Regions from separate parts of the Mus musculus genome. Here all the other regions are linked to region 1. The links are chromatin contacts, called in public HiChIP or PLAC-seq and promoter capture Hi-C maps. All regions are on one chromosome and are shown on one strand. Each heading gives the region's core, a stretch centred on a gene start, on an enhancer-like site or on the middle of the called end of the contact. The rest is flanking DNA. Distances are from core to core; before and after follow the strand shown. Region 1 holds the start of Ttll11 (tubulin tyrosine ligase-like family, member 11). Region 2 holds the start of Rab14 (RAB14, member RAS oncogene family). Region 3 holds the start of Gsn (gelsolin). Region 4 holds the start of 4930402F06Rik (RIKEN cDNA 4930402F06 gene).

Region 1 (5,620 bases), core at 1,441-3,940:
ACAAGGTTTCCTTTCAAGAATGGGCCCAAGTCCTGTGACACGATCTGACCCCGGCTCACTTATACCGCCTTATCTCTCACCATGCTACACCCCTCTCTGTGATCCAGCCAGCCAGCTCTACTGCAAAGCACTGCATGCATTCTGCTTGGCCCACACCACTCCCTCTACCAGGGACCCAAAGTCCACACCACTAAATAACTTTGGTCAACACTCAAGACTCATTTGGGCTTCACTTCCCTGAGGAAGATGTACTAGAGTTGACCGCCTCTGTCTCCCACAGCATATAGAGACACTCATCACATAATATGTTCATGCATTCAACAAATATTTATTGAGCAACTTCCAGATGCCAGACAACTTTGAGTACAGCAGTAACAAAACAAAATGCCTGCCCTCGAAGAGCTTACATTCTGGTGAGAAAAACAGTCAATAAACAAATACAACACGATGTCAGGTAGAGGTTCATGCTATGAAGCAAACAGCCAGGGCTAGAGATGGCTGCGAACATTGCCTGGGAAACCTCTCTCAGGACCTTGATCAGCAGTCCCAAGAGGTGACAGAGAAAGCCATGCACATAGCTAGCTGGGAAAGGAGCATTTAAAGCAGCAGCAGCAGCAGCAGCAGCAGCAACAGCAGCAGCAGCAGCAGCAATGGGCCTGCAGATACCAGGACTACTTACTGGATTTCATTCCCTACTGAACTAGGAACGCTTGAAGACAAGAGTACATTTAAAGTGTGATTCTCTAGGCCCAGCATAGAACTTGGTATCACCATAGAGGATATCTACAAATTAAGAGAATGAACCTGTGCTGGATTGGGTGAGCAAGATAAAGGCTGCTTCCTGTCTCTTCTCAGGGCTGAGCTGAGAACACAGGCACTTGCTAGCCAGCTTGAGTTCTTAGCTACTTTCTATCCCTGGACTCTCTTCAGTAGGTCAGCAGCATTGACAAGTCTACGTGTACCTTCCTGGCCCGCCTATCTTTGGGTGGCTCTGACAAGTCCAAGTTTACCTTCCTGGCCTGCCTATCTTTGGGCTGGACATGGGACTTTATCTACAGTTTAGACACTGTAGAACCGAGTCTCACCAATCTTCATCCAGTTTCCAAGGTGTGAAAATCAAGACTGAGAGGGCTCTGACACCTGGGATTGCCAGACCCCACCTCCACCACCCCACCTGATTCTTGGTTTCTCTCCAAACCAAACTCTTCCACTGGGACATCAACATTCTGACCATAGTGGACCTGTGGCCATCTCTCCCCAGTCTCCAACTTCATTAAACCACTTGTACCACACTTAGCACAAAGTTCAGAGCCTGAGCCCTCATGCTCTCTGCGCACGGAATCTTTAGTGGACCAATGGTTTCTATGCTGTAAATAAAGTCAGCTGGCTTTATTTACTCAGCCAATGAAAATAGAAACCTCTCGGATTCGTTGGTGCTTTTGTCCCACCCCGTCCCTTAAAAGGTCTGAAATGAATTCAAGGGTGATTCATCTGCTCACACATGCTTTCACCCCCACTTACTGTCACCTGCTACATCCCCCAATCAGTGTCTGCGGTGGTGGTGATGGTGGTGGTGGTAAAAGATCGTGATGAAAGTAGGTTGTCATTTGCTGAAACCTTGTGCAAGCACTAGGCACTATGCTCCAAACCGGAACGAACCGGCTTCCCTTTACCGAGGTAAACGGGACCAAAAGAAGAAAAGTAGCTTGCTCAAGGTCGCACAGCTAAGTTGAAGAGTGTAGTGAGGCGCTGGCGAGCACAAACCTGGCCCAAGAGTGGCACTCTAAGCATGAAAGTTTACTAAACTTTAAATATCACTGAAATGCAGAAAGTGAAAGGTGGCCCCTGGCCCCGGGGCCAACAGAGGAGAAGACAGGACGGATAAACCAGGATCTACAGCTTGACGAGGCCAGGGCTGCAGACATAAGAAAAGCTGTAGGGGAGCAGAGCAGAGACGGGCTGACCTGACCTGGGAAGTGGCTCCGGGGGCCAGGCCTCGGGACGACCCCCCTGTGCCCACGCGCCGGGCCGGCGGGCCTCACCTCCTTCCACCTGAGCTGGCGAAGACTGATCTTGAGCGCGTCCAGGGAGGTGCGGGCCTTGGAGCTGTCCACGGTGACCGGCCGCATCGAGCCTGCGCTCCGCCGGTAGACCCGGCTCCGGCTCCGGCCCCGTGCCTTCACGAGCTGGCTCAGGGCCCGCGCCGCCGGCCTCGGCTGGGCCAGGGGCAGCGCTGGTGGCAGCCGCCGGACGACGCGGGCCTCTCCTTCCTCGGGCGCGTGGCGTCGCGTCGGGGTCGGGATCCGGCCCACGTCCTTGGGCTGCTCCTCCAGCTCCAGGCGCTCTGGATCCCCGGCCGCGCCAGCGTCCACGCCCTGCTGCTTCTCAGTCTCCGCCGGTAGCGACTCGGTCGCCGCTGCTGTCGCCGCCGCCGCCGCCGCCGCGTCCGCCTCCCACTCAGCCTCCGGCTTCTTCTCCGGGCTGCTGCGCCGCATGACGCTCAGGGCCGGTGCCGGCGCCACAGCCACCGCCGCCGCCGCTGCTCCGCCGTCCCGGCCCGCGACCAAACTGCCGCCGCCGTCGCCGCCGCCGCCGCCGCCACGCGCTCCCCGCCCGAGCCCGTTGCCATGATCTCTCAGGCCCCGGTTGACAGGGATAGTCGCCGCCTCGGGACGGGGCCCCGCAAGGGACAATCGCCTGCCGGGCCCGGCGACCTCACAAGCGAGCGCGTCCACGTGACCAGGCCTGTCACAGAGGTGGCGATAGCCATCTTGGAAGAGGGCAGCTTGTCACACATGCAGAGTTTCTGAGCACTCAGGGACTGGCTAGGAATGATTTATAGTGGGGCTGAGGGTAAAAGAGGTTGCGCTCCTGTCTCGCTCCCGAGCTTGGAAAGGGAAGGACTTGGGAAGAGCGGCATCTTCCTCAAACACGAGACTTAGTTTCCCCAGTCCTACTACATTCATCGACTCCTTTTCTGTGAGCCTCAGACTGAGGCTGGAGGCCACCTTTGTCGGTTTTCAGGTCTCTCCCATGAGATGGAGAAGCCCTTCAGATTCCTAGACTTGTAGAGGGCAACACTTTTTATTACAATAAAAACATATAACAAAACGTACTAATTATTTTTAAATTTATTATGTGTGTGGTGTGTATAATTTTGCCTACATGTATGTATGTGTACTATGCATGTTCCTGGTGGAGAAGGAGGCCAGAAGAGAGCATCAGATTCCCTGATGTGACCTGCTGCGTGGTTCCAGGAAATGAATGGCAGATGAGCCTTCATCTCCAGCCCTCATTTAATCTATTTTTAATTCACTCTTCAGTGGCATTCAGTGCATTCATACTGTGGTGCAAACCATCTCTACCATTCATCTTCAGAACTTTTCATATTGAAAGCATACCCATAAACTAACTCCTGGGATTCCCACCCCACAGCCCTGGTCACCACAAGTCTATTTCCCCCTTGAATCTAACTACTGGGGTACCTCTTGTTTTTATCTTATTTGGCTTCACAAGGTTTTTGTTTTTGTTTTTCATCATAGTGGGTGTCAGAATTTTACTCCATCATAAAGCTTACAAATATTCTATGTGTGCGTGCACAATTATTCTTCCATAGACCTTTCTGCGGACTTTTTGGTTATTTTAATCCCTTGACTCTTGTGACTAATAGTGCCATTAACATTCATGTACAAGTATTTCTTTGAGCCCCTCCTTTCAGTTTTTCATGGCTGCCATACTTTGTTGTTGTTAAGATGGTCTCTTTAGCAGGCCTGGCTGTCCTGAAACTCACTATATAGACCACTTGGTATCAAACTCACAAAGTTCTGCCTGCCTCTGCCTCCTGAGTGATGAACTCCTATACCCAACTAAGGTAGGCATAAAAATGTAGAGTTGATCTAGAAGAGGGTCCTCTCCTGCCTGAGGGAGCCACATTTGGGTTAACTTGAAAGTTTCAGAAAATGGGGTTAGAAAGTCGTAACAGCAGCCTGGACTGACCAGTGGCCGTGGTTGCACTTCAGTGAGTTCTGCCACATTTAGTTTTAAGGGTCCTGGGGGAAAATGGCCCCTCCTGCATTTCTCCAAAAGTCTTGTTTCCTTGGCCGGGAATTTCAGTGTGTGAACAAGCTGCCTCGAGGCCCACCCAGGTGTGGAGGCGTCAAGAACCTGTAGGTGCTTGAGGTGCTTACCCTGTGGCCCAGAACATCTGGTTGAGCCTGTGGGTGTGACTGGTTGGGGGTGGGCGGGATTGTTAAAGTTGCCCCGTTGATTCTAAGGCCCCAATATCAAGAACCAGAGACTTGCCTGAGGCCTTCGGAGAGTTCTGGAGCTGTCCGTGGGGCCTTCCCTGCCCAGCCATTCACTCTCCCTCAGGAATTAGTTCAGGGTTATGCTTTCAGTAAGGAAAGTTCTGGAGATGAATAGTAGGACACCCCAAATCCTGTCCCACCTGATGTCTCTCATTCATTAATGCTTAAAATTATCATACCCCACCTCCCTCCTCTCTTAATCCATCCCTACAGTTGTGACTTTTACATTGAGATAGCATTTCTCTTGCCTTCCCTGTCACCGTTGTGTCAGGTCAGCCTCTGCCTTTTCTCCGAGCTGCTGCAGCAGCCTCCCAATGAGTACCATCTGTCTCCATTACACTCCTGTCCATTCATACCGCAGCTGGAGCTGCGCTCTCCAAGCATAGAAACATCCTCTACTTGCACAACCTCTCTTGATAAATTTCAAACATTAGTTGTCTCTTTCTACCCTCTTTTCTGGAATCACATCCTCTCTTTGCTTCTGTGACTTTGTACACACTGTTCCCTCTGCCTAGATGTACCCTTCCTTAGTGTCTCTGCCTAGGAAACTCAGAGTCATCTTGGTAGCTGTCTTTTGGGGAACTTTACTCAGTGCCCTCCGGCAGAAGTAGCTACAGTCTGTACTGATGGTGTGCATGATAACCCTCTACCACATCCTGACTGCCACTTCACAGAGAAATCATCTCAGCCTCCCCATCAGTCTAGGCAAGGACAGATTTGAACTGATTTCTCTCTAGAAAAGACCAGAAAATGTGATCCACAAAGAGCACTGTGGATGCAGTAACAAATTATTTACAGCTTATCACATCTGAAAAGAGCGGCCCACATAGCGATAGCCGCTTGCTTATACAGTCGTAATCTCTTCTGCCTCTGGGGCTTCCCACGTGTCCTTCCAGCTCTGCCCACATCTTCAGCTTTCAGTCCGCTGAGATGGCTCTGGTCCTTCAATTTAAAGCCGACCTCACCCGGTGAGATAATTATGGAAGAGAGAAAAATAAAGATGAAGCATGAGACCAAATGAGTTTCCTGAGAATTAAAAGCCAGGCTCTACATCAGACATGAACTATACGCTGAATCTTGAGAATGGGGCAGGCATAGTTAGATGGCGTGGCCATGGCATAAGCCATGGCCAGAGCCAGTGAGGAAGAAACCAAGCACAGGCTCTGCCCACTGAGACACAGTCACAGAGGCTCTGTCCACCAGCCGAGGACACCCCTGCCCCTGCTGCAGATGCTGCAGGAACTCACCGAGGAAAAGGATAAGGAAGAGATGCAGTGCTGTGCATGCAAGGGAGCAGGGAAGCTGACTGGACC
Region 2 (5,620 bases), core at 2,170-4,669, 780 kb before region 1:
ACAAAGCTCCTACTAACAGGCATTTTCTCAGGCTTATATTTTAACTCCTATGTGTTTATTTATACACTGTCATTCACTGTTTACAGCTACTGTAGTCTATTCCTTAGATTACTAGGCAATCTTTACAATAACAAGAGGAAAGCAACACACTAAGTACTCCTGGTGGCCTAAAGTCTTAATACTGCTCTTCAGTTTTAGGGTTTTTATGTATTTTGTTATAAACACTGGAGACCAGACTACTTTTGTGATTAAACACCAACAACATAAAAATACCCCACATCTACTAATCACAAACAATGTTGAAAGGTTTTAACAATAATCAAAAAGGGAGTAACATTGTCTCTACCTTCATGGAACTCAAGAATGGGTGCATCCTTGCTTAGAGGCCCCTGAACTGGAATTCTATGCCACATGTTAGTCAGGTGGACAGGAAACTTCTATAATTAATCGAATAATCAATCTAATCCAAATGGTCAATTTTCTTTCCATAATAGAAATACAACCTTGGAAAATAACCTGCCCATTTCTGAAACCAACTTTTCATAACTCACTTAAGATTACACTTTTGTGTAAATTAATGTAATAAAAAATTTAAAATACCAGACTGCTTAACAATGTCCACAGAGAAAGACAAAACCTTCCCACTAATGATAGTGTGCTATGAATAAGAAATGAAGTACTCCCAAATCTGTTTTCTGATTTCCATAAAAGTATTTAACAACAACAACAACAAAACAATGGTACCTGCACTTGAAAGAATTAGTAAAAGCTTACTAATGACTTGTCTCAGACCCAGGTGAGTTTGGTAGGAGCAGTGTAGAGATAGACCAAGACTGTTCACTGCAGACACTGATCAGTAATACAGTATTAATGCTCACTATACTGATGCTTTATTTTGCAAACTTTAAAAAGTTTGAAATATAGTATAACTTAATATTAATAATAATTTGTCTCCTGCATACTTTTAAAATACTTGTGTATGACTGTATGTGTGCACATGTGGCACACATGTAGATATTAGAGAGAATAACTAGCATGAATCCTTTCTCTCCTCCTTCTGGGTGGGTTCCAGAATCTAAGTCTGGTTGTCAGCGTGGCAGCAAAAGACTTTACCTACTGAGCCATCTTGCCAGGCCCACATTGCTAACGTTTTTAATGTCATAAACACCTCGAGAGCTATAGTTTGAACATTTTTATCTTACAAGTCTTGCTAAGAGTATGCAAATAAGACCTATAAAACCTGGCTGCAAGAAATTTTCAAGCTCTGTTGCAAAGCTTAAGTTTACAAATATACAATTTAACATGAAAAATATAAAGCAAATTTTTTTAAAAAGCCTTAATTCCAAGGAATTTTCAATAGCAATTATAATCTAAGGTTTTTACACCTTTACAATAACTCCACTTACTGAGCCCCTAATATAAACTAGCTACTTTATAAACAATTTCTAACCCTAAAAATTCATTTTACAAGTTAGGAAACCGGGTCAGAAGTGATTTACTGATGGTTATATACTACTAAATGGGCAGGTAAGATTAAGCCAGAGTCTACTTCGACAGTACTTGTCCAACAGATATTAAACACCCATTATATGGCTAGCAAAACTACAGGCAACTTGCATGTCAAACCTGAGCTTTCTTTAATTCTAGTTAATCCTTAAAATGACCCTGAAATGTGGGCACAATTTATAAGGACACTGAGTCTGGGAGGTTAGCTAACTTGGTTAGGATCAATTCAGTAACTAACATGTAGGTATGGTTTGGGCGATTTTACTTGACCATGCACGAAAGCGTGTAGGCTAAGGTTTTGTGCCTTGGGTTCTGCCATTTCCTAGTTACACTGAATTCCCGAGATAATCGCCTGCTGCAGGGAAGGGAAAAGAGGAAGCTGCATTATTAATGGGTCAAATTTGTACTCAACAATCACATTTACATAAAAGGTAATTGAAACAACATGTCATGACCAGTAAACTTTCCAAGAATTTCCATACTTGGCTGTGCAGCCACCAAGAACATAGCTTTCTTCACAAATACGGAGGACATGCTACCACCACCTCTCCTCCAAGGAGCATTTGCCAGAGTAGCAGCTGACATGATAGATTTTGGGTCTTATCAGTTCTCACCCAGTGTGAATGGAGAGAAAATGGAATTCAGTTGTCTCCTCTCTGAACCGATCCAGTATTGTGTATCTCAGCCCTCGTGGAATGTACTGTAGTACAAAACATACCAGCCAGGATAGGGAGAAGCCATCATTTGTGTTCCATCATTACTCAGCTACAGGACAACTTCTGGCTTCGGTCCGTCCCTCGCCCCTTATTAAAAAAATGCGGAAAACTCTCAAAAGGCACTCGAAGCAAGCAAGCTATGTGTGAAGACACCTAAACCCGTGTCTGGCACACACTGGAGTTTTAGCGTTCCCGTTCCATCGTCTTTTCTCAAATTCTCGAGATGCCCAAACTTTTTCCCTTCGTTCTTTCTAGATGCTGTCTAGGTTCCAACCAGTGCAGGCTGGCCAGGGACTTTACAGGGATTCGGAGAACCTCGCGCACAGTCCCACACGCCCAATCCTCAGCCGGGACGACAGAGCGGTGGCTTACAAGGACACGGGAGCCAGCCCGAGACGCCGAAGCGCTGCCTTTTGTTGAGGCCCTGTAGGGTGGGACTGCCACGGCTGGGGGCTCGTGGGTGGCAGGCCGGCGCGCCACGCGTGGGGCAACACTGCGGGGGTGTTCTACAGCCGCGGGCAAAGGCGGCGAGACTCGGGCCTGCGGAGGCCGCGGCTGTGCCCCGCAGGTCGGACGGATGAGGTGGGAACACACCCTCCCTGCACGCCTCGGAGCCCGGCTGCGGGCAGGGAGCGCGAGCCGCCCGGGACGGCGCGGGCGACAGCTCGCCCCGCGGAGTCCTGTCAGGCCGGCGCCCTCCGCCGACCCCCGGGCTGGCCGCGGCCTGCGGGGCCCAGCCCGGGACGCCGCCCGCCTACCTCTCGGCTCGCCTCCGCCCCTTGGAAGGGCCGGGCTGGGAGGCTGGCTCCGGCGGCCCCTGCGGAAGGCCTTGGTTACCTGGGGGGTTGCTGGTGGCTGGGCAGCTTTCCGGACGGGAGGGGGACGTCAGGACGAGGAAGCGGAGGGCGGACGCGGCGGGAGGGAGGCCGGAATCCGTCAGCCGAGGCCCTGGCAGGTAGGCGGGCTGGCCGGAGGTTGCAGACACTCGGGTGGCAGTCGCGGTGGCGGCGGCGGCTGCTCCTGCGGCTCCCTCAGGATCTTCCTCGGGCTGGCCCAAGATGGCGGCGCTCCCTGCACAGGGTTTCCTGTCACCCTCGCAATGGGCCGGACCACAAAAGAAGGGGGGAGGATGCGCGCGCAGCCAGCGGAGCCCGGAAGAGGGTGGTGGAGACTAACCTGACGGCCACGCCCCTTCGTCAGTTCGCCCCTCCGGAGTAGACCCGCCTCGGCCTCGGCCCGCCCCCACTGGTCCTCACGCCTGAAGGAGGCGGGGAAAGGAGCCTGCGCAAGCGTAGTCGTGTGCCACGCCTCCCGGCGGAGTTACTGCGCAGGTTCGCACGCTGTTTTCTAAGGGTTGACAGTGTCTGTCCAGAATTGTCGCCGTTAGAGACCTAACTATTTTTAATACGCGTAACTGCTTATCACTGGGCCGCCTCTGTATACCGGCTTCTGGAACACACACGTATTTACTGCATTTATTCAACATTTACAGACCAATTGGAGACTAGTAGGAACAAGGCTGGCCAACACCCAGAGACGCTTCTCGTGCCATCAGAGGCAAAAGGGTGGTTCACATTGACCAACCCATTTGTATAATCATGTAGCTAGGAGGTGGCCCTTTCTTGTGTTTCATCTTTGTCTAGCTTAACCTTGCTTTGCGGACACCAGCAACAGGAAGAGGGAAACTTGACATTTTTACTCCCACCTTCCCAAGACACTTCCCACTCCCACCTTCCCAAGACACCTTGGTGAAAGCAACAGTTTCACTTTCTTGGTCTTTCGTCTTTTTGCCTTGTAGAACCTGGATGTGGATTTACTTATCTTACATTTACGTTTATCTTACATTTCCTTTTTTTATCTTATTATTTATTTGACATTTACGTTATTTATCTTACATTTACGTTTAATTTATATTTTACAATTACATTGCCACAAGGATGGATATGTTAATAACGCAAAGCAAAGCAATTTTTTTTTTCAGCATAGAAGTTGACCTTTTTTCTCCTGATTTTTTTTGAGGAGTGGAGTGGGGTTCAATACAGGATTTCAGTATGTACTTCTGGTTCCCCTGGAACTCACTATGTGAATCAGGGTGGCCTCTAACTTGCAGAGATTTGCCAGTCTCTGTATTCCCGTGTTATGGTTAAAGACATGCACCATCACACCCAGGTTTCCCCCCATGATTTTAAAGGATTTGGTACATATCTTGTGTGTCTCTGAAGGGACTATGGACTGTAACCATTATCCCTACCATGCCTAGTGGATAAAATGGCCCTTTCCAGAACCCCCAAAGAAAAGTCGCAATTCTAAGCGTTTAAAACCTTTCGTTGTAAACTGGTTCTGCCTTAGGAAAGTGAGATGTCATTAGAAAAATACATAGCAGTTTGAAAATCTCTTGTTTTGATAAATACATGATACAGACAACAGTTTTATACATGTCATTTACTTTCTCAGGTCCTCAGACTTTTCTCCAAAGTAAGGATGTGATATCTAATTCCTATCTTTCTTGTTAAAATTAAATAGACAATGCATACAAAATTCCTGGCATATAATACCTTGAATGGGGACTATTATTATTTGATAAGCATAAGGTACTCTCTTCCAGTCCTGGAGGTCAGTGGTTTAATTCATTGTGGTGGTTTAAATAAGAATGGGCCCCATATGACATATATAAGATAGAAATTGGTGCCATGGACTGGGGTGTTGTGTGACAGTCATGACCATTCCATTTGTTGGAGGAATATGGAAACAACTGGGACTTTGGACTAGAAAAAGCATTGGAGATTTTAAGTGGGGCTTAATATGCCATCCTGGTAGGAACATGGAAGACAGTGCCGAGGGCAATTTGAATAGGAACCTACTCAAGATATTTCAGAGGGGAATAATGAGTGGCCTAGAGGCCATCCTTGTGATATTTTGACAAAGAATATGGCCACTTTGTCCTAAAAATTCCTGGAGGATAAATTGAAGAATTAATGAATTAATGGCCTTGGAAGAGGAGATTTCAAGATAGCCTAGTGTTGACTGTGTCACTAGTGGTCACTTTTATTTAGATCTACAATGAAAAGAAGCAAGTTGGGCAGAGAGAAATACAGAATGCACAGTTATAGCACTAGAAAGTATAATGGAGCTAAGAGTCTTGGGCTCTGGAAAAAGTTTAAAAGAAAAGCCTGATGCTAAATGGAATAAAGGCAGTGGTGGCCTCAGGGGAGGACCCCACTCAACTAAGCTGCCAGTTTGTCAAAAGGGATTAAGGAAATTTTTAAGCAATTAAAGAAACCATAGAAAGCAGAAAGGTGGTGAAAATGTATTTGAACAAGGGGCCATGTTCCAGCCCCAGCAAAGAGAAGATCATGGCAGCTTCAGGCACATGGTTCTGACTTTAGAGTCAAGGATAC
Region 3 (5,620 bases), core at 1,401-3,900, 700 kb before region 1:
CACTGTCCCCATTTTGCAGATAGGGACATCGAAGCATAGAAGCAAGTAGGTTCTGGGCAGGATGGTGCAGCCATGCTCTGGGTCCAGAAGAGTATTGAGGCACCTTTTGTATGGACACCTAGACCCATAAAGAATGAGTTGCCTAGAGTCATCCAGGTCATCTGTGGCAGACCCTTCTCTAACAGGGGATCCCTGCCTTTTACCCTCTCTTAAACTCCTTGTTCTCTTGAACTCACGAACCTCTTCCAGGCAGGGAACAGAGTATCGCTGCCCCATCCGGGTCTCCTTCACTGAGGCCTTGGAGTGAGAGTTTCTAGGCTTCAGGGTCTTAGAAGGCAGGGGTGGGGCCTTGGTTAATATGGCCTAAACTCCATAGCTACATAGCCAGCAAAGATCACCACCTTTGTGATCATTAACTTCGGGGGGAGCCTGGGCTAGTGGTCACTGACCCCAGGGGTCGAGGCCAAGCCATACTGGCCTTCTGTTAATCACCAACTGGGTAAGCTGGGGCCACACTGCTTCCCTGTTCCTGAGGGGGCTGTGTAGCCAGGCCAGCTGCTGGCTCAGGCTCCTGGTCATTTCCTGAGTCAGCCAAGGAGCAAGTATCCCCTCAGGCATGTTCTTAAAGCAGTCTTTCTAGACTACAGTTCTAAATCAATCAATTAATCAATCAATCAATCAATCAATCAACTCTATTGGATATATTTCTTTTCTTTGGCTTTTTTGGGGTAGGGTTTCTCTGGGCAGTCCTAGCTGTCCTGGAACTCTCTTTATAGACCAGACTGGCTTTGAACTCACAGAGATCTGCCTGCTTCTGCCTCCCGAATACTGGGGTTAAAGGTGTGCACCATCACTGGCCGGCTAGATGTATCTGTGTCATGTTTTAGATCTTGTGCTTTAAGCTGCTATTTCAGGAAGTGTCTCAGGATGTAACGCATGTAGCATGCACAGTCCACTCACCGAAGCACACAGTTCTGTGATTTTTCTGTGGCGTGAACTGGTTGTATGATCATCATCGTGGTGTGGTATTAAAAATTTCCCACCATTACAGTGATCTGAGGACTCTCTCCAGCCTGGGCAGCCACGCCACGGCAGTGTCCAAGGTGACGTCTCTCTCCTAGTCGAAGTGATAGCTTTAACAGTGCAGCGTTTACTGACTTTGCAAGGGTTTGTGCATCAACTGCAGATTCTTTCCTTATAGAAAGGAAGAGACATCATTGTGCAATTTGCTTCTGGCACCTGGAGGTCTCTCCATGCCTACTGAGTGCCTACTATGTGCTACCAGGCACAACTGGCTCTGACTTCTTTTTCTTTTCACAGTTGCTTTGTGGTCCATTGTGTGACAGTCCCATCACTTATGTCCCCAGGGCATTTGGGTCATTTCCAATTCTCTTTGAACAATGCTTCAATGCATATCCTTGTCCATTGCAAGCAGCTCTGTAGGGAATGTTGTATTATGTGTCTTGAATATGCACAATCTACTTTCTATCTAGAGAGGTGAAAATGGCTTATGCTTCCAGAAATGTTCCTGCAAGCAGTGTGGGCTTTAATCACCTCCCTGAGTTGTGCCCAGGGCAGCCCACTGTAGGCTACACAGGCTTGAAGGTGGGCTTCCTAGACCATGGAGCCCAGAGAATTCAAGGCCTCTACAAACACCTGATAAAATCCCATTTCTAGGGGTACTCACCTTTCTTGCCTTGCCCCCCTGTAAATCAGATCCTAGCTATTTACTGGGCATGGCCTGTGTTTGCTTGCCCTCTGCCTATATGCTGTTCCCTCCCCTGGAAATGTTCTCAGTCTCCCCTGCGACAAGACCCAGGCCATCTGAAGTCCCCATAACCTTCAGTCTCAGCTGTTCTCTGTGTTCTCTTAGCTGTGAACTGTTTCCCCTTAAGTGGGAAGAAACTGGGGAGGGAGACAGCAAAGTTAGATAGAAGTCATGCTATGTAGGCTCCCAAGGGAGCTGGGACAGCGATGCATTGCCTCCTGCAGACCAGGCTATCTGAGCAGGCCTGATCTAACCCTCTGCAACCTCTAGGAGACATAGTAGGTGGTACTTAGTAGTTTAACTTAGGTCCACATTTCCCAGTGATGAGGAGCGAGGGAAGGAGAGGGCCTGAAATGGGGCGGGGAGGTGGGGGGAAAAGGTTGCAGAAGGAAATGGAGGTGTTATCCTTTAAAGGAGATGGATACAAGTATTGCCCTGGGCAGGGGCAACCAGTCAACAGGCAAGAACTTTGTACAACAAACTAAGATTTGCTCAAAATAACAATAACAAAACAGAAAGAAAGAAAAAATGTCACTGGGGGGAGGGGAGAACAATCCAAAAAGAGTACTTGAGTTGGAAACCGCCATGAACTTGTTAGTTCATGCTAGGTGTTTTTTGTTGTTTTGGTTAGTTTTTGTTGGATCTGCTTATTGGACCAATAAGAAGGCGGTTGAACGGGCCCCAGAAAAACTCTCACTGAGTTAGCATCTGTTATATGTCAGACCACAGGCCGGATCTTCTGATTGGAAACTAGGGTCCAAGGGGCGACCGCACCCAGTCGGGTTGGTCCCAGTGGGAAGGGAACCCAGATGTCTCAGAGATCCCGGACAGATACCCGCCTCCCCCGCGGGCCGCAAGGCCCTCCCTGCTGGGCGGTCCTCAGCTAGGGCGGGATGGGACGGCCGGTTACTTAAAGGTTGGGGCGACCAAGGGTCCGCGGCCGCAGCCTGGGTCCTCACCGTCGCCATGGCTCCGTACCGCTCTTCACTGCTCTGCGCGCTGCTCCTCCTGGCGCTGTGCGCACTGTCGCCTTCCCATGCAGCCACCACATCACGGGGCAGGGCCCAAGAGAGGGCGCCCCAAAGTCGGGTGTCTGAGGCGCGGGTGAGTGCCCGGGGTCCCCGGGGCTCCCCGAGTAATTGTCTATTGTAAGTTCTTGCAGATACAGCGCTAGGAAAAGGGGAGTAATTCAGGTGTAGAATGGAAAAACTGTTTTGTTGCTTTGTAAGTATGTCTTGCTGCTTCGGGGCTCCTGGGGGCGGGGTTCGGGGGCCGGGGCCAAAGCTCTTTCCTTCCTGCAGGCTAACCTCACCTTGGCCGGATCTTTCCCCACTACTGATTTGGATCCCATCTCCTTTATCATGTCTAACTACTGCCCTTCTTGCTGGTCTTTCTCAGAGTCCTCTGCGTTTGCTGTTTGCTGTTTGTCTGTCCCCTCCCGTTCGGTTTCCCCTTTGAAAGCCTCTGGACAGGACTGTTATTTTATTCTCTTCTCTCTACCCTGATTGTGGTCTCCTCCCCTGCCCGACCCCTCCCACTTGTCTGCCCTTTCTGTTCTCTACTCTCCACTACCTGAGTTTTTCTCCCCAATCGCTTCTGACTTCTGCCTGCTTTTTGTTCCAACCAGACCTTCCTCTGTCTGAGGTGACCTGCTGACATCCCTCCTTGGGCGCAAACCTAACCGTCTGTCCCATTGGCACCTACAGAGCATGTCTGGCAGCCTTTCCCACCCTCAAACCTTCTCCTAACAGGTTCCCCCTGCAGACTTCAGGCTCCATTCCTTCCCCCTTTCCCAAGATGTGGAAATTTGGTGGGTGGGATGCTGGGGGCGGGGCAGGAGGGAGGAGGCAGACAGCTCAGGAGGCCACTTGGGCCCACTAAGCCAGTCCTTAGTGGGCTGTGATGATCCTTCCCCTTCCAAGGAGCAAAACCAACCACGGGACCTAGGATCGGGCCCCTTGCCCTTTGGTCCTGTTTCCCCATTTGCAGAGTAGGGGTGGATAATGCGTCCTAAGCCACAAAGGTTCTGGAAGAGAGCATGCAGAGTCACTGGGGACTGAGAGATTTGCCACTGCTATCTGGGAGTGTCTATCCATAGGGGCAGAGAGTGCCTTTGGAGTCCAGGGCTATCCCTCTATGTTGTCTCCCAAATGGGGGCCCCTGAAAGACAGCCTGCCTCTTTGTGCCTTAGCTATCTCCCCAAAAGGGAGGGAGCTCTCTGCCTCCTCTGTCATATCACCAACTAGGAGAGCAGAAAGGAAGACAGCCTGGCCTGGCCAGAAACTCCCAGAAAGGGGTTGATTCTCCTCTAGCACAGGGAGAGCTCGAAGCTGCCCTCCCTCATGCCTGGGGTCTCTCCTTGCTGAGACCCACACTTCTGCTCAGGTTCTGTCCTGTCTCTCTGCAGCCCAGCACTATGGTGGTGGAGCACCCCGAATTCCTGAAGGCAGGGAAGGAGCCTGGCCTGCAGATCTGGCGTGTGGAGAAGTTTGACCTGGTGCCTGTGCCCCCCAACCTCTATGGAGACTTCTTCACGGGTGATGCCTATGTCATCCTAAAGACTGTGCAGCTGAGGAATGGGAATCTGCAGTATGACCTCCACTATTGGCTGGGTGAGGGAGTGCTCCTGCTTAGCCCCTCCCCATCCCCGACCCCCAACTGTATGGATATACCTGAACTGAGTACTCTCTACACCAGGCCTTTGTTAGTGGTTTCCATGACACCGCTCTAGAGCCAGCCTGTACAGGTTCAGATCCCAGCTCTGCCCTTTGACCTGTGATCTACCCTTCTGCAGCTCACCAGTGGTTTTTTCTATAGAATGGTCATGTTGACCGCTATGCTTCCTCAAGAGGACAAACAAGTTTTGTAGATGTCATGGAGACCCCAAATCCCTCCCCCTACCACCACCCCTGTGCTTTCTTGGATCAGCTCCAATCACTCCCTCATTTTCTCTTCCCAGCTAGGAGCCTAGAGTCTTTAACACTGGCTCTGTTCTGTTTGTTTTAAGGTCTCCTTATTATACAGATGGAGTAACTCAGGCTCTTGAAAAGCAGGGAGGGACTAGCTCAATATCTATAGCCAGGTCAGAGTAGAGCTGTTGGCTCTGCATGCCTCCTCCCCAGAGGGCCAAGACTACCTTCTAGAAGCCAGTCTCATGCTACCCTCATGTTTCCTAGGCAATGAATGCAGCCAGGATGAGAGCGGGGCTGCTGCCATCTTTACTGTGCAACTGGATGACTACCTGAACGGCCGGGCTGTACAGCACCGTGAGGTTCAGGGCTTTGAGTCGTCCACCTTCTCCGGCTACTTCAAGTCTGGACTTAAGTACAAGGTGGGTTGGGTCAATGGCATGGTTCACAGTCTTTCAGCCTTGCAGAGAGATGGACAGACAGGCCAAGTGTTAAGCTTTGGAGCCTAGCAGCAAGGAACCCTGGGTCCTTACCAGAGTGGTCTTGGATACACCAAACTCCTGCCCTGAGCTTTTGATTCCTTATCTTACAATGAAAAGATTCTCTACAGCCTGGTAGACAATTGACAGCATCAGAGTGAGCACACAGGAGACCTTCTCACATTGGCCCAGGGAGTGTGCCAAGTCCCGATCCTGAGATCCTGCACCCGGTCCTTGTTGAGGCTTTGTTGGCCGAGGGCCCTGTGATGAGTATTTGACAGGCCCTTTCATTCACATCTCTCTTCCTGATGCCCCCTCCTCCTGCCACATTTTCCTCTTGTACTTGTACTTTTACAAATCTGTACCATGTTTTGTTTTGTTTTGTTTTGTTTTCCTAAGCTTTTAGCCAGAGAAAATTCAAGCTGGGGACCCAGGAAACTGTTCCCCAATATACCGTGTAACCT
Region 4 (5,620 bases), core at 897-3,396, 580 kb before region 1:
TTTGTAAGTGACAGTGTCTTGCTGTGTACTGAATAATGGTCTTGAAATCGAGCTTCCCCTATCTCAGCCTCTCTATTAGGAGGATTGTTTACTTGATATTTTTACACTATGCTATTGTTTTCAGAACAGCATACATATTTGAAAATAATTTATACAGCCAAAAGAAACAGAGGCAATTAATTTGGGAGGTGGCTTGTAGGAGAACAACAAAGGGTGAGATTGAATGTTTTCCTTGATATTTACAATTATTGTATCAATTTTGAAGAAGAGGACCTTATAAGTTACTCTTTTTTCTGAGATGAATACTTTTCAAAATCATCACAGCCAATGAATCAGTATTTTACCCTCACCTCATGTCTGTGCCACCCTCCAAGCAGAACCATGGCTCACTGAAACAGTTGATGAATGGCTTCGTGGATAGACCATCTTAATACACACACCATTTCTTAAATGAATGTGACCTGTTCCCTGTGGGCTGAGAATGATGACAATCACTCAAATCAAATAGCTTTGAACATAGCAGGAAATCTGTATCCAAATAATCGTGCCTACAATTCATTCCTTGGCGCAGCAGAACTGTCAACTCTTAGCTTAGCTACTATGGAGGTAAAATCCTTTGATGATGTGAGGGACATTGAAGTACAGCCTTATTACAATGAACTCCAATGTTTAAAACTTGTTCTTATTTAGGGTTTGTACCACAGTAAGCCAAGATTTTAAAGCTCTACTAAAAATAAAACAAACAAACAAACAAACAAACAAAAATCTACTTATCTACTTTATGTTCATTTAATAACATGTCCATCATTCTTATGATTGGTATAGAAATATATATTGTGTTGAATATCATAAAAAATTAGTTGAATTAAAAAAAAAAAGAAGTCTAGCTGGGATTGGAGAGATGGCTCGGCAGTTAAGAAACACTAGCTGTTCTTCCAGAGGTCCTGAATTCAATTCCAGCAGCAACAAGATGTCTCACAAACATTTGTAATAAGATCTGATGTTCTCTCTGTCATGTACACACACATGCAAATGCATCACTTATATACATAAATGAATAAATCTTTTTAAAAAATGTTTATCATGTGTATATATCTGGTTTCATAGATAAAGTGGAATGGGCCAGCAAGATGGCTCAGTGAGTGAGGGTGCTTGCTGCTAAGTCTGAGGACCTGAGTTCAGTCACTGAGACCTACATAGTAAAACAACAGAACTGATTCCCTCAAGTTGTCCTATGACCTCTAAAGGGGACCTCCACACAAATAAGATATAACAAATTTAATAAAGCAGAAAATGGAGCAGAAATCAAATTTAACCCAAAATTTCCAAATTCAATTTAGAAGAAAATGATTAATAGAGAAATTTAAGAACTTTAACAAATGCCAAACCAAAACCAAAACAAAACAAAACAGAAACAGAAACAACAACAACAACAACAACAAAAAACCCAAAACCCAAACCAAAAAAGACAACATCAAAATAAAAGCCATGCACAAAAAGCAAATTGTTCTAATGGCAGTCATTTCCAAGGTCCCAAGACTAACAGTCCCACAGGAAAGTTTTAAAACCCCCGATGTCAAGCCTACACCAAGACAACTGAACAGCAGCAATCTTTGGATGGGATCCAGATGTGAATATTCTCAATCCAGGAAATTCCAAGATGCAGCCAATTGTAAATTGTGAATAAATGTTGTGTCCCTTGCCACTAAGAAAGACAAAAACTCCGTTGGGCTGCCTGTGGATTCTGGAGACGGTGTTCCACCACAGGGAGTGTCCGACTGTCTCCTGTCCACCTGATAAATATACAAAGCAGTAAGCTGCCCAAGAAACCCTGGAGGAGGTCGTCAAGTGGTCGCCGCTACTGGGATGCTTTCTTACCCAATGGATGCTGATGACCAGTGTCACCTATAAAGTTGAGTAGCCCAGAGAGGGGTGGGACAGGTTGTTGAAGGCTATAGCTCCCCTTGATAGAGCAGTTGAAGCAAGGGCCACTGAATTCCAGATCACTTCTTGGTGTGTGTTGTGTTGCTACCACCAAAATACCGAAGCTGGGTGCTTTACAAAAAGAAAAAAAAATGTTCCTCCAGCTCCAGATGTCCCAGAATCCATTCAGTTTCTGTTGAAAACCATGTGGCAGTCAGCCAGAGGCACTGTGTGGAGCGGAGCATGGGTTTGAGTGGTGGAGGGGAGCTGCCAGGCTTGCTAACAACCATGTCACAGAAGCCCATCTCCAGAGCGACAGCTCACTCATAGAAAAGCATTAATCCCTAGTCAATGCCTAACACAGCACTATCCACTGGAACCAAACCTCAGTGTGAACTCCACGGGGAGAACCACATCTCAACCATACCACACCTACAAACAGTAGCACCCTTGGCGCACATAAGCAATGTGTCTCTCCTCTAAGTCAGCGTTAAGATTCCCTCCTACTTCCCTTATGCCTTCTTTATTAACTGTGGTATATGTAGGGTTGATTTCTACCTGTTTATTTGATAAACTGCACAGTACACCTACAGCACCACTAAGCTATAGAGCTAGTTCCATTTATATGAAGGATCAATAGCATTTATACAAATGACGCTGCCTTTAATAGCACCAAAAAGAATGTTTTCATCACTCCAGAAACTGGTTCTCTTTGGAACTCCTGCCCCCTGGTGTCCACGAGAGGGAACTGCTTTGTCTTAGCTCTGGTTTCTAGGGAGGAAGTGGAGCTTTAGAGTTTCCCACACAGGCAAACAGATAAATCTGTTAGTGAACTCTGAAAGAGTGTAATTCCAGCCGCTCCAAGATTGCCACGAATGACATTTCTTGAGATGGGGTGAAGTTTGCCACCCTGTGCAAGTGTGAATCACTTAGCAGTGCCCTTGTATCCACCCACTACATGCCAGTAGCACCCACACTCACGATCCAGTTAGGACAAGCAAAAAAAAAAAAAAAAAAAAAAATGCAAATGCAGCCACTGTCATTGCCAAGTGGCTGCGAGGGCTGGAAGGGAGATGTGAGCTGAGAGCCGCTGATGTGCTGCTGTGGGGAGACAAGGAGGCCAGGACTTACTGCCCTGCGAGCAGCACGGAACCCTGTTGGCCATGGCACTGGCATAGAGCCTCAACCTGAACCCAAGCTGAAACCCCGAGGTCGCAGCTTGTGAACCACAGGGAAAAGGTTCTGTCTGCTGGACCACAGATGGAAATGCTAGTAGCAGGGATGTGAGAGAGCTGGTCCCATCTCCAGTCGAGAAGCAGAGAGATGCTGATGCTCTGCCTGCCTTCTCCTTTGTATTCAGTCTGGGACCCCACATTGACTGGTGCCATCCAGTTAGAATGAGCCTTGTTACCTCTGTCCACCCAACCTAGCAACTCCCTTGTAGACAAGCCCGATGTCTGTTACACTGGGAGGGAGTGGGGAGCATGCCTAGGCTGGAAAGATGGCTCAGCTGATAATGTGTCTGCCACGTGAACACTAATCTGATCCCAGAGAACGCCCATAAACTGTCTAGGTGTGAGGGCATGCCACTGGAACTCCAGGGCTGCTGTTGTGAAGACTGCAGACCATGACCTGCAGCTTGGAGTCCAGCCAGTCTATCCAATCAGCAAACTCCACTCAAGTTCAGTGCCTGTTAGCCTAGCCAATCGGCAAGCTCCATTCAGGTTCAGTGCTAGCCAGTCTATCCAATCAGCAAACTCCACTCAAGTTCAGTGCCAACCACTCTAGACAGTCAGTGAGCTCCGTTCAGGGGTAGTGAGACCCTGGCTCAAAAGATAGGGTAGAGAACAATTGAGTTAGACATCTGATGTCAACTCCTGGACTCCACAATGCACAAAGACAAACGTGCAAAACACACATCTGCATGTGCATTCATGTACACACACACACACACACACACACACACACACACACACGTCCTCTGAGGCATGATGGAATAGATGTTGCTGCATTCCCCCACTCTTTCAGTAGATCCCTGTGAGACAGAGCCTGTGAGATGAATGACAGAGAGGAGTCGGTTGGTGCAAAGGCACACAGCATCTTGAGGAACTCACAATCCTAGAGCAGTCCAATAGAATGACTGCCTTACAAAAGGAAGCCTCACTCCACTTGCTGGTTTCATAAGCTTGTAAAGCCCAGAAGCAGCAAAGACCTTAGGTAAGGCTGGAGCCAGGCAAGATTGTCCCCAGGATTTGTTCCCCTCAGTGACCTTGCCCTCCCTCTGTCCCTACTGTTTTATCGTGAAGTTGCCCACCCTCAGCTAGCCGTTCCCAAAACTACAAGAACCTAAGTTTTAGTAAAGCACCTGAAATTCACGTTTGGGGGACTGTGTAGTTTGAATATGCTTTGCACAAGGGAAGTGCCTCTATTAGGGGTGTGGTCTTAATGGAGGAAGTGTGTCACTGTGGAAGAGGTGTTTCATACTAAAGTATTTTGTGATCCAGACCCTACTCCGGTCTGCCTGCAGAAGGGAGTCTGTCCTGGCTGCCTTCAGACCAAGATGTAGAACTCTCAGCTCCTTCTCTGGCATCATGTCTGCCTGCATGCAACTCAATGATGATAATGGACCGAACCTATGAAACTGTAAGCCAGCCCCAGTTAAATGTTTTCTTTTATAAGATGTGCCTTGGCCATGGTGTCTCTTCACAGCAATCAAATCCTAAGACAGAAGTACCTAGGCCCAGGTCATCCCTCAGACAGTCATTCCCTCTTACGAGATGGACAGTACCAATGACTCCAGACAAGATAATCCTCTGCAAATACAGCACTCATTTTCATAGAAATCAGATTGTCCAGAAACCAGACTGCTGGCGAGAAGAGAGCCACATGTCCTAGGTGAACACAGGGCAGCTGGACAGTGCTCTCATAGACTGTCTTTTCATGAAGGCTCTGCCAGGCGATCTCACACATGTACACATGTGTACACACACACACACACACACACACACAGAGAGAGAGAGAGAGAGAGAGAGAGAGAGAGAGAGAGAGAGAGAGAGAGAGATTGAGAGAGAGCACACTTTATAATTTGAGAATAAAGCCTGTTCTTTGTAATCTTGTCTTTGTGAAGCTCATTCAAGGTATCGTAAAATCCTTTATGATTATGGACAATCACAACTGACACTTCTGAACATCTTCAGGATACAACGCATAATCCATACCAGACCAGAATATACTGAGAAAATAATTTATTCAATTATAAACAAGAATTCTTATTTTGAAGAATGTCTAAAAATTACCTTTAATAAAATCCTAAGCTTACTCATTAGAGATTTAAACTTGGATCAATTTTATTTTAAAAAAAAATCCCCTCAAATTCCCCAGCCTTTTTGAAACTTTCAGACCATTGAACTGTCCCACTTTAGACGGATCCAGCACAGTGACAGAGAGGCAGAATTTTTAGCAGATGTGCAAGCTCTGCTTCCATTGGCATCTCCCATTGGTTCAGGAATTCTGTGGGTTTTGTTGCCTCTGGGTGTGCGACCTTTTTTGTTCACAATTGAAAAGTAAGAGGTAGAGCCCTGTGGACAAAGGTAAGATCCTATTTTTTATTGAAACCCCTCATGCTGTTCACCAAGATGGTGCAATGGCCTTTTAAATAAACTGCTTAAAGGAAGAAACAGATGACCTAAACTGGAAG

Evidence for each region. Promoter capture Hi-C pulls out the DNA fragments that hold promoters and counts their contacts. HiChIP or PLAC-seq counts read pairs in DNA pulled down with a chosen protein or histone mark.
Region 2: a promoter capture Hi-C map of hippocampal neurons shows a contact between it and region 1, with 2.6 times the contacts expected there. The contact joins the promoter of Rab14 here to the promoter of Ttll11 in region 1. A contact is called at or near these places in 2 of 39 promoter capture datasets (hippocampal neurons and pre-B cells) and 1 of 115 datasets of contacts at active chromatin or transcription factors (microglia).
Region 3: a contact with region 1 is called in an H3K4me3 HiChIP or PLAC-seq map of embryonic forebrain, with 4 times the contacts expected there. The contact joins the promoter of Gsn here to the promoter of Ttll11 in region 1. A contact is called at or near these places in 1 of 15 datasets of contacts at CTCF or cohesin (large pre-B cells), 2 of 115 datasets of contacts at active chromatin or transcription factors (embryonic forebrain and large pre-B cells) and 1 of 9 other capture datasets (embryonic stem cells).
Region 4: an H3K4me3 HiChIP or PLAC-seq map of the 230-238 cell line shows a contact between it and region 1, with 4 times the contacts expected there. The contact joins the promoter of 4930402F06Rik here to the promoter of Ttll11 in region 1. A contact is called at or near these places in 2 of 39 promoter capture datasets (the C10 cell line and cranial neural crest), 4 of 115 datasets of contacts at active chromatin or transcription factors (the 230-238 cell line, bone marrow-derived macrophages, large pre-B cells and 1 more) and 1 of 9 other capture datasets (liver).

The regions. Positions count from the first base shown.
Region 1 is chr2:35,977,130-35,982,749 of GRCm38.p6, forward strand. It overlaps Ttll11 (tubulin tyrosine ligase-like family, member 11), which reads right to left and starts at 2,691. Exons shown (of 10, transcript NM_029774.3): 1 at 2,043-2,691. The coding sequence starts at 2,495.
Region 2 is chr2:35,197,701-35,203,320 of GRCm38.p6, forward strand. Rab14 (RAB14, member RAS oncogene family) reads right to left here and starts at 3,420. Exons shown (of 8, transcript NM_026697.4): 1 at 3,060-3,420.
Region 3 is chr2:35,279,730-35,285,349 of GRCm38.p6, forward strand. It overlaps Gsn (gelsolin), which reads left to right and starts at 2,651. Exons shown (of 17, transcript NM_146120.4): 1 at 2,651-2,872; 2 at 4,176-4,380; 3 at 4,945-5,099. The coding sequence starts at 2,735.
Region 4 is chr2:35,395,028-35,400,647 of GRCm38.p6, forward strand. 4930402F06Rik (RIKEN cDNA 4930402F06 gene) reads right to left here and starts at 2,147. Exons shown (of 6, transcript NM_001080709.2): 1 at 1,879-2,147. It overlaps Ggta1 (glycoprotein galactosyltransferase alpha 1, 3), which reads right to left. Exons shown (of 8, transcript NM_001145821.2): 8 at 5,152-5,620.